2 separate regions of the Capra hircus genome follow, and region 1 is linked to region 2. Evidence: chromatin contacts called from public Hi-C data. All regions are on one chromosome and are shown on one strand. Each heading gives the region's core, a stretch centred on a gene start, on an enhancer-like site or on the middle of the called end of the contact. The rest is flanking DNA. Distances are from core to core; before and after follow the strand shown.

What was found. A called contact is a pair of places that touch in the nucleus more often than the background predicts.
Region 1: a contact with region 2 is called in a Hi-C map of blood, with 2.0 times the contacts expected there. The contact joins two enhancer-like sites. A contact is called at or near these places in 2 of 5 Hi-C or Micro-C datasets (both in blood).

What each region holds. Positions count from the first base shown.
Region 1 is chr26:12,612,627-12,616,447 of ARS1.2, reverse strand. All of the region lies in intron 1 of GRK5 (G protein-coupled receptor kinase 5), which reads left to right. Among named protein-coding and RNA genes, the nearest start is that of GRK5, 14 kb to the left of the region's middle. Within about 2 kb of position 2,472, at least 1 of the 5 cell types and tissues checked has an H3K27ac peak or open chromatin away from gene starts, as enhancers often do.
Region 2 is chr26:12,560,168-12,563,641 of ARS1.2, reverse strand. The region is part of intron 1 of GRK5 (G protein-coupled receptor kinase 5); the gene reads left to right. Among named protein-coding and RNA genes, the nearest start is that of GRK5, 67 kb to the left of the region's middle. Within about 2 kb of position 1,346, at least 3 of the 5 cell types and tissues checked have an H3K27ac peak or open chromatin away from gene starts, as enhancers often do.

The sequences.
Region 1 (3,821 bases), core at 1,223-3,722, 52 kb before region 2:
AGCATCAGTACTAACACGTATGTAAAATAATCAGTGTGGCACTGTGACTCATAGTTCAGTATGAATCATTCTACCTGATTTGAAGCCTTTCAGACACTTGCACGGACACTGTATGCTGTGTGTGTGTGTGTGTGTGTGTGTGTGTGTGTGTGTGTGTGTGTGTGTGTGTGCTTAGTTGCACTGTCGTCTCTGACTCTTTATGACCCCATGGACTGTACTCAGTCAGGCTCCTCTGTCCATGGAATTTTCCAGGCAAGGATACTGGAGCAGGTTGCCATTTCCTACTCCAGGGGATCTTCCCGACTCAGGGATGGAACCCGTGTCTCCTGCCTTGCAGGTGGGTTCTTTACCAGTGAGCTGCCTGGGAAGCTCCTGCACAGACAGTACTTGCTTTCTAAAGAAAATGCAAAGAACAACGCAAAAAACATCAAGAAGGAAGTAAAAATCTCCCTCCTCCCATGTGCCCCTGCTAAACTGTCCTGCCCCTCAGAGATAGTTACTGTCAGCATTAAGGTGGGCATTTCCCCCGATCTCTATGTGTATGCATGTATGAACATACAGATACGTTTGACACCAATGGGATCTGGGTATACACGTGCTTCTGCAGCTGTTTTCAGTCAACAGTAAGTTGTAGTGCCTTCCCATATCTGTGTTTATAGTTTCCCATGAGATGGAAGGGTGTAAGGAAAAATTGTGAAAGACTCTGGAGTGTCGTTTCAATGGAATGCTGGGTGTTTTCTAACAGACCCTTAGGGGTTATCTGGTTGTAAACGGGTCTGTGTCTTTGATTGTTTTGAAGTAGTTTAAATGATGTATTTAACCAAGACATTTACCATAAAGAAGGCACTGGAAAAGACCCTGATGCTGGGAAAGATTGAGGGCAGGAGGAGAAAGGGACGACAGAGGATGAGATGGTTGGATGGCATCACTGACTCAATGGACATGAGTTTGAGCAAACTCCGGGAAATAGTGAAGGACAGGGAAGCCTGGCGTGCTGCAGCCCATGGAGTCAAAGAGTTGGACACGACTTAGCAACCGAACAACAAACAATTTAGGTTTCCCTAAATTTTCAACAGTTTAGGTTTTCCAATTTTTCAATATATTGTAAACAGTGTGGGACTATTCTCCTCACTGGATAACATTATATACTTAGACACTTAGTTGCCTAGCACGTGGTGGTCACTGTCTCATAGGGTCTCCCGCCACCCCATTCTTCACCCCCCTCTTTGGGAAGAATACTGATAATTTCTGAAATGGAGTTAAGTGACCCTAGGGAGGTACAGAGCACAGTTTATAATGAGGAAGAAACATGAGGACATGTGATGCGACATTTTTGAAACCTTTAGGGTTTAACGCCCCCGTGTGAGTGTTCAGTCATGTTTTCTACGGCATTCAAAGCCTCAGTTAGGGAAATAAGTTCGGGCAAAGACTGACTTGGCAACAACTTCGTAATTGCTCCTGGGTTTTGCATGTGTGAATCAGCAGGGAACACAGGCTCAGATAAGGGCCCATATTTCTTTTGCTCTTTTTTTCTTGGCCTCATTGCGAGGCTTGTGGGATCTTGGTATTCCAACCAGAAATCAAACCCGGGCCCCTGGCAGTGGAATTGAGGAGTCCTAACCACTGGTCTGCCAGGGAATTCTCATGTATTTCTCTCCTTGGCTCATCCCCACCAGCCAGATTTGGCAGCCATTATTATTGTTATCTCAGGTTGAGAAAAAGCAAGCTCAGAGAGGTGATGTGATTTTCCAAAGTCACACAGCAAGGACCCACTTCTTCTCATTCCTCTTGGTGCTAGCTCACTGCATCTTTCCCCGTCTTTAAGGACTTCCATGTTTGTTGTATGTTGAGTAACTCTAGGGAGGCATCTGAACTTGAGGTTCAGAGTTCGTTGCTCAGAGGAAGTAGATTTATAACTGTATTTTGGGGAAGGGGGGCACCATTTCCTAATTCTTTCAAAGGTGCTGCTGTTGGCTCCACATATTGTCCTTTGCCTCCTGTCACTTAGCCGGTAGGGCTTTCTCCTCTGTGGACTCCTGCAGGTTCTGCCATGGGTAACTGTTTTGACTGCAGGTTTGCATATGATTTACCTGGGTGAGGGTTCTGTGGGTCCCACCTTGAGACTCCAGGGCGCAAATAAAAACAGTACAGAAGAGAACAAGTCCTGGCCCTGCCCACCCTAGTGTATCTCCTGAGATAAGCTTGGCTCCAGAGCAAAGTCCAAGGTCCTGGGTCCTCAGTATTTTTGTAGCAGTTGGAGGAGAGAGTGGCATTTTCTTCCAGGAAGCATTTGCGGATATATTGGCTCATCTGCCTCGGGGCTCACCGCGCCTGGAAGCCACAGGGGAAGAAGAAAGGCTGTCCCTTAATTGCATGATGTCTTCACAGGGCCGTGGGCTCCCGGTCGTCTGCAGGAAGGAGCTCCGCCACCAGAGCCCGCTCCTCCCTTCCCCAGAGGAAGGGCCTCAGGACCAAAGGAAGCCCCGTGGGCACCCAGGGCAGGGCCAGCATGGAAGCAGCCTTCAGAGTAGGACCCGAGGATGCTCCTCCACGGCAGTTGGACTCTTAATACTGATTCCCAGGCGGCATGAACTCCCCAGGGCCACTCAGGGCTGCGAAGGACCACAACATGGGCGGCTTAGAACCACAGAAGTTTATTGTCTCACAGTTCTGGAGGCCAAAATCAAGTTGTGGGCAGGCCACGTGCCCTCGGAAGGTGCTGGGGAAAGATATTTTCCAGACCTCGCTTCTGGTAGCCTCCAGCGTTCCTAAGCTTGTAGATGACGGTCTGCCTCTGACTGTGTCTCTTCAGGCGGTTTTCACTCTGTACTTGTCTGTCTCTGGGTCCAAACTTCTCCCTTCTATAAGGGCACCAGCCTTACTTTTTTTTAAAACACGCTGATTATATATATTTTTTAGTTAATTTTTATTGACATCAGTCTTACTCGAGGGCCACCCTAGTGATCTCATTTTAACCTAATTACCTCTATAAAGACCCTGTTTCCAAAAGGGTCACATTCTGAGGGTTATGGCTTCCACATATCTTTTTTGGAAGGACGGGGGAGCAGACACAATGTAACCCATAACATCAAGGTCTGCCCACGATATTCTGAATCAGAAGCTCATGGGAAGCACCTGAGAAGCTGTATTTTCGAAACTCCCGAGGATCAGCCAGGTGTGAGGACTACCACCCTGATGGGCCTTAGAGCCTGTAATACAAAGTGAAGTAAGTCAGAAAGAGAAAACAAATATCGTATATTAATGCACGTATGTGGAATCTGGAGAAAGGGTACAGGTGAACCTAGTTCCAGGGCAGGAATAAAGACCAGACACAGAGAACTGAAGTGCAGATATAGGCAGGGAACGGGAGGGTGGGGTGAATTGGGAGACTGGGATTGACATCTATACGGTATCATGTGTAAAATTTAGAGCAATAAAGCGCAGGAAGCTCAGCTCAGTGCCCTTTGATGACCTAGAGGGGTGGGATGGGAGGGACTTCCAGGAGGGAGTGAGTGAAGTCCCTCAGTCGTGTCCAACTCTTTGTGATCCCATGGACAGGAGCCTGCACAGGCTCCTGTCCATGGGAGTTTCTAGGCAAGAGTACTGGAGTGGGTTGCCATTTCCTTCTCCAGGGAATCTTCCCGACTCAGGGATCGAACCCAGGTCTCCCGCATTGTAGACAGACGCGTTACCGTCTGAGCCACCATATATGTATACACATGGCTGATGCACTTCGTTGTACAGCGGAGACTAACATAACAACGTAAACAATTATACTTCAGTAAAAAATAATTAAAAAGTAAAAGTTTTCTGACTTTCTT
Region 2 (3,474 bases), core at 97-2,596:
GAGTGAATATTGGGAGTTGTCATCTGGAGCTGAGGAAGCATGAGTAAGTGATCAAAGGGAATAACAGAGAAGGCATGGCAGGCCTGAGCGTGTGTGCTGGGTTCTAGAAGGCGCCTGCTAGATCTCCCCAGTTGTGTGTGCCAGGCAAAAGCTGCGGCCTCGAAAAGGGATGTCCCCCTCAGGGCTGTCCCTGAAGAAGGAGCATTTCTCCTGCTGTCTGGGATGGGGCCTGGGCACGGCTGTGTGGAGGGCAGACACCCGGAGCTCCTAGCCCCGTGCTGCGGGGAGGCTTTGCTCGTCTGCGTGGGGATCTGGCTCTGAGCTGTGTTGCTTTTGGCCGAAGGCCGTTGCAAAACTCCCCGGAGCTTAGAACAGGTACGATGTGTTCTTCGGGAAAGGTTATGAGGTTTCAGACATAACAGAAGTTCTGAGTATACAAATAGAAGATGTCTATGGGCTGGTGTCAGGAGTGAAGTCATCAAACGCATACATACATCATGGGGTCAGCAGTGGCTGACGCACTTAGGGCCCCTCAGGCTTGGAGGTGACCTGTAGGCGGGGAGACTAGAAATTACAGGCCTGGCGAGGGGGAGGGTGGGTGAGCAGAAGCAGGGACAGTAATGCACTAGTGTTTTCTCAAATGGGCCTTGAATGAAAGGGGTTAAGACGGTCCCTTAAAATGTTTCCTGGATGGTCTGAAGATGCAGTGAGAGGAAGGTGGGTGGGGAGAAAAGGGCTTCCTGAGCTAGCCTCTCCACCCACCCACCCACTGCACCGCCCCCCGCCCCTGCTTCACACCCCCCGGGCAGAGATCAATCTGTGGCCAGTCTCTCGCCCAGACAAGGTTTCTGAAAGGATTGTCAGCGCTGGATTGTTTCAGGCTGGCCTTGGGAAGCGCTCTGTGAGGATGACTTGACTTACGCCACCGTTGTTATTCAGTCGCTCAGTTGTGTCTGAATCTTTGCGATCCCGTGGACTGTAGCACACCAGGCTTCCCTGCCCTTCACCATCTCCTGGCCACTGGAAGTACTTTATACTGAGGACCATCCACTAGCCCAGTAAGAGTTTGACCCCAAGGTCCAGCCAGGAAGATGGATGCTGGACTGAAGCCCTGGTGGGCAACTGAATAGAAAGTCCCCTGTGGCTTGGGGTGGGGGCATGGCTCAGTTCTTAAAATCCTGCCCTGTGATGCAGGAATAGGATGAGGTGGCCTGGGAAAGGGAGTAGGGGTGGGCAAAATATTTTAGCGTTAAAAAAATAGTAACTGACTGATAAGGCCACATGCCCTGAGGCAGAAATAGAGGAGCCTGGAGCTGCTAGGGCTGGGCCAGAGCCAGGGATGAAGGCCATCGTTGTAACAGGCCCTGGGACCCAGTTCAAGTTCTTCAGTTCAGTTCAGTTGCTCAGTCGTGTCTGACTCTTTGCAACCCCATGGACTGCAGCACGCCAGGCCTCCCTGTCCATCACCAATTCCCAGAGTTTACTCAAACTCCTGTCCGTTGAGTCGGTGATGCCATCCAACCACCTCATCCTCTGCTGTCCCCTTCTCCTCCCGCCTTCAAGTTTTTACCTAAGCTTCTTGGCAGAAAGCCCTCGGGCAAGACTGTCCTGTCTGCAAAATGGGACTAATGATACCTATTTTACAGTTGAAATTAGATGCTATGCAGGTAGAAGTAGTTTATAGAGCAAAACACCCCAGAAATCCAGTTGTCTTTGTTTTGTGTGTGTATTTTTTGTTTTATTGTTACTGCATGGCTTGTGGGATCTTACTTCCCCATTCAGGGACTGAACCGGAGGCCATAACAGTGAAAATGATGAGTCTTAACCCCAGGGCCACCAGGGAATTCCCATGTTGGGGGGAGGGGAGTGGTTATTATATTTATTAACCGTACTGTGAATATCTTATTTTATTTATCCTATAGCCTTAAGATATCGTGTTGTCCTTTCAGCTGTCATTTTAAAACTTTTCATTTTGAAAAATTTCAGGTGTACTCAGACACAGAGAGGATGGTATGATGAAGCTCCTGTACCCTTCAGCCAGTTCAACCATCCTTAATATTTCATCAGGGCGATTTTGAAGTCTTCAGGCTGAGTTAATCTGGGTGAATAAATTTCTTTGATTAATCAAGTTCCCCACGTGCTTTAAACCTTTTGAAGTAAAATCTACCCTCTTGGGAAAAAGAGTGTGTTTGTATATTAGGTGTGTTGCCTTAATGCGCTTGCCACAGCCTGTGACTGGCTTTTCAGCCAGGTCTGACGGTGTGGTGGGGACTCCCGCCTGGGGCCTCTGTGGCCCCCTCACCTTTCCTTAAGCCACAAGAGCAAAATCAGCTCTCCCAGGAGTTTGAGGGCCTCTGTGGACTCTGTTTTTCCACTTGCTATAATTTAAAGGGAAAAGGTTGTACTGCAGTCTAAATGATTATTTACAGGAGGAGCTGGGGAGTTTCAGGGGAGCCAGAAAGTCGGTTGTCTCTGATTATTTTAGCCCTCCACTTAGACGGTCACCCATTCCCTTGTCTGGGTGTGGTGGTTTTCTGGGAAAGGTAGGGAGGAGGGGAGTTGAGGGGCGGGGTGGTGAAGGCTGATGGAGTTTCCTTTGATCTGATTCTGCTGTGTGTAATTCAAGCTTCTTAACTTGACCAAATCAACTCTGGGTGGTTGTGAGGGTCAGATGTCAACAGGTCAGATGTCAGCTCCCAGAGACATCCGTGTCTGTCTTACTCACCAATCTGTTCTTTCTGCAGCATATAATAAGTGCTCAATAAATTTATATTGAAGAGCAGGAAGGAGGGGAAGGAAGGAACAAAAAGCTACATCCATCCATCTAGTCATAATTCACTGCAAATCTTTTTTTTTAACTTCTTTTAAAAATGTTGTGTATTATTATTACCATTTTTACTTTTTCTCTTCGTTGCAAGTCTTTCATTTCAGGACTTAGAAATGTCATTAGAAGGCCCCAGGGGAAAAAAAAATGCGTTTCCTCTGGGCTTCGAATACCTTCTCTTTTTCTTCTTGTAGAAATTGTATTCCTATCTCAGACTTAGCTCAGGTGACATTGTATCTTTTAAAACGTGTTGGACTTTCTCTGGCAAAATCCATGGCCATCTGCCCTGCCTCTTTCACCGCTGTTCACACCTCTGTAAAGTCCAGGCAGGAGGGAGGTCGTTCTCTGCGTTATCAGGTGCCAGTGGCAAGCTGGTCTCTGGGAGGTTGGCTGTGCCAACCGTAGAGGAGTCCGGTTCAGAGAGGCGAAGTGGCTCTCCAGGTAGACACAGCTCGTGAACGATGAGCCTCAGGTCCAAACTGGCCCTTGGCTGGTTCCAAAGCCCTCCTTGGAGCGCTGCTGCTCCTAGTGCGTCCGAATCCTTGGCTTTCAGTTCCGCCTCTCTGGGCTGGGCGGTTCTCACATTTAGGAATGGAGCCCATGCCTCCGTTTCTTGGTCCCAGGGTTAGCTCAGAGCTATGGGGGGGCAG